Linked DNA regions of Mus musculus: all the other regions are linked to region 2. A link is a contact called in public Micro-C and promoter capture Hi-C data. All regions are on one chromosome and are shown on one strand. The core of a region is the stretch at or near the end of the contact, and the rest is flanking DNA. Distances in the headings are between cores, read along the strand shown.

Region 1 (3,045 bases), core at 535-3,034, 740 kb before region 2:
ACAGCACTGCCTCAGTGAAAAAGGATTTGGACATCCCTGTCAGACCTCTCAAGTTCTTGGTTTTCTCTGTCAAGAGTCTGATCCCCAAATAAAACTGAGAACCAAGGCTGGCTGTCCCTTGCCTGGAACCCCAGTCAGACATTCCCCGCTGGGAACCATAAGCCATGGTCTCCTGCCATGTTGAGAGGCAGCACCATAGGACACTGGGACACATGGTGCCTGGACAGCTGGTGGGGGGCGGGGGTTGGGAGGAGGCTCAGGCTCTTGGTATTCAGACTTTTAAAAATAGAAACCATTCTCATATGCTCAGGGTGGTTTTAGGTGTCCTCAACGCTGCTGGCAGGGACAGATTTAAAGGGCTTCTCAGGCCCTGAGTGATAGAGCCAACTCCCTGATAGGCCCAGGAGTCATTCCCTCAACTCTGGCAGGCCATGTGACTTTGAGTAAGTCAAAGCCCCCTCCAGACTTCTGGAGAACAGAAAGAACTTGGGCCCAAAGAACAAAGAACAGTCTACCAGGACCTGCCCCGTTTCCCTGCACAGAGTCAGGACAACCATTCACAAAGCACTTACCTGCTACCTAAAGCACAAACAGCTAAGCTAAGGCTCAGAGGGCATGGAGTACTTTGCCCATCACTTACAGATCTAGTTAGTGATGGTTGCCGAGATCTGAAGCCAGGGCAAAGGATCCCAAGCCCTACTACCACTGTGGGGCTTAGGGCTGCACAGAGATTTTTGAGGACTGTATTTACAGGACACGGAAAAGGTCAGACCACACAAATAGGCTTCTGGCCCCTCCGGACTGGCTAGATTGGGAATCCCACTGACACCTCCAACTCTGCTTGGCCCTACCGTTAGCATTGTATCCAGGCCCTTCATGTCCCTGAACCTAATTTTCCCTGTTTGTAATCGGAGGGATAACTACTGTGACAGAAGACTCAGAATGGTGCACTGTCCTGTTGACTTGAGGGTCCACAACTGACCAACAACCCCTTTTTATCACTGAACCTCAGTTTCCCCTGCAAGAGGGGCTGCATCAGATATTCCCATTCCTCTTGCCAACTCTGTTCCTGTGTTTCTGTGGTGTTTGGAGAGGAGGATAGGAGAAAAAGAATGGGGGAGAGAGATAGCCCTCACCCCAACCTTTGCTTCCTGCTCTAAACCATCTTGGGAGAGGAGGGGAATAAGGAAGATGGGGTGGTGATGAGGGGCCAGGGAGAAAAGGCACGGGATGAAAAGAAAGAGATGAAAGAAAAGTAAAGTTTGTTAGGGTTAGGAGACCCGGTAGGGGTACAGGGTGCGGGGGATGGGGTAACCTAGAGACCGGGCAGAAGTGTGGGTCTCGGAAGATAGCCTTGGATGGAGGTTGTGCAGGGAAGCGGCCTGTTTCAATGAGGGTCAGAAGAGGACTGCACTGGGTTCCAAAGAGAGGCCGACGGGGACTTCACTGGAGAGCCTGGGGGGCGCCCAGTGTTGGGGACTTGAGAGGCCAGCACAGCAAAGGCGGGAAGAGGCTGGGGGCGGGGCTGCAGGCCCAGCCAGGCCCAGGCGAAGAGGCCGGGGGCTCCCACAGGGGTCCGCAGGGGGGGGGCAGGGGAGCAGAGGGGCGGCCGGGACAGGCTGAGACCCCTGAAAACGAGTCCCGAGCCCCCACAGGGCGCACCTGAAGTCTTTGTCGCTGGACGTCATCTTCTCCAGCAGGCTGGAGATGTAGAAGGCACCGGTACTCATGCTGGCTGCGCCGCGGGGTTGCGGGTCGAATCGAATATGGCGGCGCGGCCTCCCCTCCCCTCCACCACGCCCCCTCCCCCACCGGCCACGCCCCTTCTCTCTCTCTCTCTCTCTCTCTCTCTCTCTCTCTCTCTCTCTCTCTCTCTCTCTCTCTCTCTCTCTCTCTCTCTCTCTCTCTCTCTCTCTCTCTCTCTCTCTCTCTCTCTCTCTCTCTCTCTCTCTCTCTCTCTCTCTCTCTCTCTCTCTCTCTCTCTCTCTCTCTCTCCCCTCCTGTCCCGAGCAGGACTGAAGTAACGGGCCTGGCCCCCTCTCCTGGACAGCTCTGCTCAGCATGGGCACCAGCAGCTCACCACCCGGCCCTGACCACGCCTTCTCCCGATTGTGCCTTGAAGACCCCTTGACTTTGCTCTCTCAATGGCACTCATGCAAACAGGGACATGGGATGGCAATTCCAGATTCTACCAGGTTCCACACAGCCAAAGAACCTGAGATGAATTAAGGACGGACTTCAGGTTCCCAAAGCCGAGAGCAATAGCTGTTCCCTAAAGTTGATCACAGTTTTCCCCAGTTAGGAGGTGTGTGTGTGTGTGTGTGTGTGTGTGTGCGCGCGCGCGCGCGTAGATCTTTAGGGGGACTCTTTAAACTGGAAAGGAAGTGTCGCTTCAAATCTCTGCTACCTAGCTTGGGGAGTCACACAACCTCTGCTGGCTATTTTTAGTTACTCAAAGGAATAAAAGAAACCTTTATCTTTCTTGCTTTGTTTTGTTTTTTCTTTTTTGTTTTTGTTTTTGTTTTTTGAGACAAGGTTTCTCTGTATAGTAATTGCTGCCCTGAAACTCACTTTGTAGACCAGGCTAGCCTCAAACTCAGAGACCTGCCTGCCTCTTTCTCCCAGGTATTGAGATTAAAGGCATGCACCAAGACCCTGGTTAAGAAAGTTTTATCTTAAATGTATTAAAATTTCTGTTTTGGTTCTTCTCTACCACAGAGCCACACCCTCAGGTTGGTAAAAGGAAATCTAGGGGGCTGGGGTGTCTCATACCTGCAATTCCAGAACTTGGCAGGTGAAGGCAGGAAGGCAGGAGGATCAAAATTTCAACCTTGGCTACATAGATCCTGTCTTTAGAAAAAAAGATAAAGAAAGGAAGGATTTAAATGAGACATCTGCTACATCTTTGATTTCCGACTCCTAATCCAACTTCTCTTCCTCTAGATGACTGAACAGTGGCTACAAAGTCCCAAGCCTTGGAGGCTAGGGACCTCTACATTTCTCCTAGTCTTCTTGCTCCTGTCTCGCTCACACCTATGTGGCCAT
Region 2 (2,700 bases), core at 58-2,557:
CTGCTCTAAGGTCTGCCCCGCGCAGGACAGCAGACAGCGTGTTCTACCATCTTTCCCCAAGCCTCTGAATAAAGTGTTTAAACAAGCCCCCCCCCAAAAAAAAGAATATGTAAAGACTGTGGGACTTTTAAAGTTATTTAGATCTTGGGGATGAATAAGAATGTAAGGGTTGAGGCTTACTAGTGATGTGTTTGTGTATCAGGTTGACAAGGGGTCAATTGTACTGGCTAGTTTTGTGTCAACTTGACACAGCTGGAGTTATCACAGAGAAAGGAGCTTCAGTTGAGGAAATGCCTCCATGAGATCCAACTGTAAGGCATTTTCTCAATTAGTGATCAAGGGGGAAAGGCCCCTTATTGGTCAGACCATCTCTGGGCTGGTAGTCTTGTATTCTATAAGAGAGCAAACTGAGCAAGCCAGGGGAAGCAAGCCAGTAAAGAACATCCCTCCATGGCCTCTGCATCAGCTCCTGCTTTCTGACCTGCTTGAGCTCCAGTCCTGACTTCCTTGGTGATGAGCAGCAATGTGGAAATGTAAGCTGAATAAACCCTTTCCTCCCCAACTTGCTTCTTGGTCATGATGTTTGTGCAGGAATAGAAACCCTGACTAAGACACCATCCCTGAAGGGGCAAGAAGACTTCTCTGACTCTAAAATTGAATGCAAATGTGAGGGAATATTTATACAATATGTTTCCTTTTATGGAACATTTATTTATTATCAGACTTGAAAAAGACCTTTAACATGAAGAAACCACAGTCAGTTTCTAGCAATCACAATCCCCTGGGCCGGCATGTTTTACATTTCTTTTGTTTTTCTAAATCTTCAAATGCTCCTACAACTTGGCACTAGAGGTGATAGCTCCACAAGGTTGTGAATGAGGTAGTTCATGCTTTCATCTTAGCCCTTTGGAGACAGAGGCAGGTGGATGGCTGTGAGTTCGAGGCCAGCTTTGTCTATATAGCAAATTCCAGGGCTGTTGCACAGTGAAACCCTGTCTGAATGCTTTGAGGCCAGCCTGGTCTACAGAGTTAGTCCAGGACAGACAGGGATACACAGAGAAACCCTATCTCAAAAAAAAAAACAAAAAGCAAAAAGAAAATCAATATAAGGATGATTTAATTAATTAAATGGTTTAATAACCATTCGTAGTTTTAGTGCTACAAAGGATTTGCTAGGCTCTATAGCAGGTTGTCACAGGATAGACATGTAATGTGCTCCTCCGCCGGCTAGAGGGCGCTACGGAGCCTCGGCCTCCCCGCAGGTTGCCAGCTGCCCGCTCTGAAGCGCGCGTGCGTGGAGGGGCGGGACCGGGCGGAAGCGCGGTCCGCACGACCGGGAATTGCGAGCACAGGGTCGGCACAGCACCGTCTGTCCCACCGGCGGGCCAGCCCGCCCATGGCGCTGCAGGCGCTGCACAGCTCGGGCGTGGGCCTGCGCAGGATCCTGGCTCACTTCCCGGAGGACCTGAGTTTGGCCTTCGCCTACGGCTCCGCGGTGTATCGCCAGGCAGGACCCAGTGCCCACCAGGAGGTGAGTCGGAGGCCCCCTAGTTCCCCGACCAGTCCCATGCCTGGCACCTGTTCGCCCTCGCCGTTCCTCGCATGCCTTTCATTCCTGCGGAGCCCGGACACGCCAAGAGCCAATTGTTGAAATGTTCATCCTAGCAAAGTGTCCTTCGGTGTGAGCGGAATTTGGATTTCCCTGGTCAGGGTTGGCTGAAGGCTGCCCTCGAACTCACAGTACTGGAATTAAAAGGCTCGTGTTGTCACGCCAGGCAAATCTATATGTTTACATTTACTTAGTGATTATATAGCAAGCGCACCTGTACTTCTGCGCACACTTGAAGGTCACAGGACGACTTGAGGGAGTTGTTTCTCTCCTTGCACCACGTGGGTCGTGGTAGGTTGAACTCAGTTTATCTGGTTTGGCAGCAAGTGCTATTATATGCCGATCCATCACCAGCCTGAGCTGATAGGATAAGTGAGGCATGAGTAGTCTGTCTCCAATCTAAGTTGGGAGTGATGAGGAAGAGGTGGTGGCATTGCAGAGATGTAGTGGGAAGGGGGAAAAAACAAAGTAGCAGGTCCTACTTAAGTGTTTTCAGCCTTTGTCATTGGAGTTTTCCATAGCTTTTTAGCAATACAAAGACTGGTTTTGTCTGCAGGGATTGATTTCATTGGCCTAGGACTTTAGCAGTGTGTAAAACATCCCAGGTGACTAATTGGAAGCTAACTTTGAAAATCCCATCGAAAGATAAGGAGAAAATACGGAATGATCCGTGGGCTTCAGGAAGTTGATGGACTGGGTGTAGGGCCCAGGCAGGTAGCACATTTATTCAGGTCAGCACATTGAACAGGAATCTAGTTAGGATTGAGGCTTGTTACTCCAGAGTACGGAGTCTCAGTCACTGTACAGTAGGGCATCCTGGGTCTAGCTCCTGGCCAGGTCTTTCTTCCAGTTAAAATTCACCTGGTGTTTCTTGAATTTCTTCTACATCCTACCGATTTTCTCTAACAAATGGGAAAGTATGGATCATGGGCATATGAGAAATTGTGAGCTGTCCAGTTACTTCATATAGATTATCATAATTATACATTTTTTTTTTTACAATCATCCTTCAGTCAGGCATTGTGGTGTACCCACTTGTAATCCCAGCTTTAGGGAGACAGAAACCGGTGGATCCCTGGGGCTTCCTGGCT
Region 3 (2,839 bases), core at 35-2,534, 560 kb before region 2:
AGAGGTGGCACCACCCACAGTGAGCTGGGTCCTCCCACATCAGTTATCAACCAAGAGGTTCCCTCTTCCCAAATGATGATGTCTCATGTCAACTTTGTCAAGTTAACACAAAACTAGCATATGCATACACACAGACACACACAGACATACACAAACTGCAGTTTTCTGATTACTACTTAACATAAACCACCTGGGACCTTGGTACATGGTTCAACCCTTAATATCTTAAGTCGAACAGAACTCTTCATAAAGGTATTAGTTCTAGGAGTCTGCACTAATGAGAAATAACAAGGTCATTAAATGCTTACCACATATCCAAACTACATCTCAATTTCTTAATTTACTGAAACCAACTAAAGTCTGTATAAGCCGAGGCTCCTTTAATCCAAAAAGCTTGGGCTCAGGAGAGTCTTTAATTTTTTTTGTACTTTACAGTATTTTCATGTACATAAGGTCTTGGGGATAGTACAAGAGTCTAAACACAGAATTCATCATTTCACATATGCTTATACACATACCCTGAAAAAGTTCTCTGTGTAGCCTTTGCTGTCCTGGACTCCCTCTATAGACCAGGCTGGCTTCAACTAACTGAGATCCACCTGCCTCTGCCTCCCAGTGCTGGGATTAAAGGCGTGCGCCACCACCGCCCGCCTTCTATTTAGGTATCTTAAGAGTATTGGATTTTGGAGCCTTTTGAAATTTGGGTTTCCACAGTCGGGATTCTCACAAGCCTTACTTCCCAAGCTGCACCTCCTGAGCATGCAAACTCACAGGACTAGACCCCAATGACAGCCACAAGCTCGTCACCAAGTTAGTACGTTGCTACTCAACCCAACTATTTTTGTTTCAAAATAGTAGTCACGGAATAGTTTTCTGCTTTCCACTTCGTCTAACAAGCCGCCTTTCTGTTCCTAAATGGGTGTCGCTTTACCTCTGGTGGCCTCGGTTTCCTGCATCTCGAAATGGGACTCTTCGGAGGCTCAGTGGTGATGCTGGATAAGAAATGCGACCTGCCCGTGTTTCCCCGCAATCGCCCTCGCTCACTCTCTGCAAGTCGCGGTTGCAGCAGCTCTTGCCGCTCTAGCCTCTATGCGGCCTTCCTGCGCGTTATCCGCGCTGTCCGCCCCCCGCCACCGCCCGCCTCGGCCCCTCGCCTCCCTCCCTGGCTGCCCCGCAGCGCCCAAGGCCCAGAGGGGCCGCGCACTCACCTGCAGGTGACCTGCTTGGTGCTCATGGCGGCGGGGCCACGGGCTGGAGTCGCACTGAAACCTCAGAGCCGCCAGCGCCGTGGCCCAGCCCGGCCCCGCCCCGCCCTTCCCCGCCCCGCCCCGCCCCCCGCGGAGTCGCGTCACTCCTGCGCGCGCCACCCTCGTTCGTGCGCTACTTCTAAGGTGCCGCCCGGAAACCTAACCACCATCACAATGGGTTCCGCCAGGGCCTGGAGCCGGAAGGTCCCTACTCCTTAGTAGTCCGGATCCCAACTTTCTGAGGCTAAGGGTCTGAGCATGTCTAGTATACTGAATTTACCAATCATCTGCGAGGCCCTTACTTCTAGGGTTCGGCCCCCATCTCTCAAGGCAGTCTTTTAAGATGATGATGATGATGATTGATGATGTTAATGATGATAAAAGTAATTTTACTATTTATCTTTATTTTATGATATGAGTGTTTTTGCCTGCATGTGTGGCTGTACACCAAGTGGAATGCAGTGCTGGTGCAAGCCAGAAGAGGGAGTTAGATCACCTGAAACTGGAGTTGCAGACGATTGTGAGTTACCATGTCGGTGCTGGGAACTGAACCCTGGTCCCCAACTAAACAGCCAGTGCTCCTAACCACTGAGCCATCCTCTAGTAAGAATTTTTATTTATTTATTTATTTTTGGATAATTTCATACATGTGTACAATGTATTTGATTATATCCACACCAAATATCCTCTCCCCGTACTGATCTTTTTGTGTACATACATACATACATACATACATGCATACATACATACATACGTACATAACTCAAGGCAGGAATCTGGAGGCAGACACTGAAGCAGTATGTACATATATATAATTTGGATTTTTGCAAACTACAGTTGTGTTATCAGCTTTGAAAAAGTGTCTCCTGGTTTATTGTGTTGAGTTGGCATTGTATAGAAATGAACAGCAGGGGGCTGGAGAGATGGCTCAACGGTTAAGAGCACTGACTGCTCTTCTGAAGATCCTGAGTTCAAATCCCAGCAACCACATGGTGGCTCACAACCAGCCGAAATGAGATCATGAGATCTGGTGCCCTCTTCTGGTGTGTCTGAAAACAGCAACAGTGTACTTACATATAATAAATAAATTTAAAAAAGAAGAAGAAGAAAAAATGAACAGCATAGTACTCTGGAAACATTATGGGTATTCTTTTCATTTTATAGAGGTGGTACACTGTAAAAACAGGTAAGGACTTCTGAATGCTCAGCTCTAAATAGAACATGTGTGCCAATACCCTGACCTTGCTAGCAAGGCTCTGAGAATATCATGGAAGGGGGAGAAAGAATGTAAAAGCTGGAGGGTTGGGAGAGTGCCATGGAATGCTGTCTCCCGACATGACATAGCTTTAGACTTAGGAACACTCAGTAGCTGTGGCTACCTACAAAAGATCTGCAGAAGACTGTGCCCACGGCCAATTGTGGTAGTGCATGCCTGTGATGGTTTGTATGTGCTTGCCCAGAGAATGGCACTATTTGAAGGTGTGGCCCTGTTAGAGTAGGTGTGTTAGTGTGAGTGTGGGCATTAAGATCCTCATCCTAGCTGCCTGGAAGTGAGTCTCCCACTAGCAGCCTTAAGACAAAGATGCAGAGCC

What was found. Promoter capture Hi-C pulls out the DNA fragments that hold promoters and counts their contacts. A called contact is a pair of places that touch in the nucleus more often than the background predicts.
Region 1: a promoter capture Hi-C map of hippocampal neurons shows a contact between it and region 2, with 5 times the contacts expected there. The contact joins the promoter of Cand2 here to the promoter of Tamm41 in region 2. A contact is called at or near these places in 7 of 39 promoter capture datasets (the 3T3-L1 cell line, embryonic stem cells, hippocampal neurons and 3 more), 2 of 115 datasets of contacts at active chromatin or transcription factors (pancreatic cancer cells and stem cell-derived neural progenitor cells) and 1 of 9 other capture datasets (adipose tissue).
Region 3: a Micro-C map of the HL-1 cell line shows a contact between it and region 2, with 4 times the contacts expected there. The contact joins the promoter of Mkrn2 here to the promoter of Tamm41 in region 2. A contact is called at or near these places in 4 of 39 promoter capture datasets (the 3T3-L1 cell line, hippocampal neurons and stem cell-derived epiblast-like cells), 3 of 484 Hi-C or Micro-C datasets (the HL-1 cell line, embryonic stem cells and pancreatic cancer cells), 2 of 115 datasets of contacts at active chromatin or transcription factors (astrocytes and embryonic stem cells) and 2 of 9 other capture datasets (adipose tissue and liver).

The regions. Positions count from the first base shown.
Region 1 is chr6:115,773,296-115,776,340 of GRCm38.p6, reverse strand. Cand2 (cullin-associated and neddylation-dissociated 2 (putative)) reads right to left here and starts at 1,784. Exons shown (of 15, transcript NM_025958.2): 1 at 1,663-1,784. The coding sequence starts at 1,730. It overlaps Mir7660 (microRNA 7660), which reads right to left and starts at 684; the gene lies at 622-684.
Region 2 is chr6:115,036,481-115,039,180 of GRCm38.p6, reverse strand. Tamm41 (TAM41 mitochondrial translocator assembly and maintenance homolog) reads left to right here and starts at 1,307. Exons shown (of 8, transcript NM_026894.1): 1 at 1,307-1,531. The coding sequence starts at 1,397.
Region 3 is chr6:115,600,383-115,603,221 of GRCm38.p6, reverse strand. Mkrn2 (makorin, ring finger protein, 2) reads right to left here and starts at 1,284. Exons shown (of 8, transcript NM_023290.3): 1 at 1,209-1,284. The coding sequence starts at 1,234.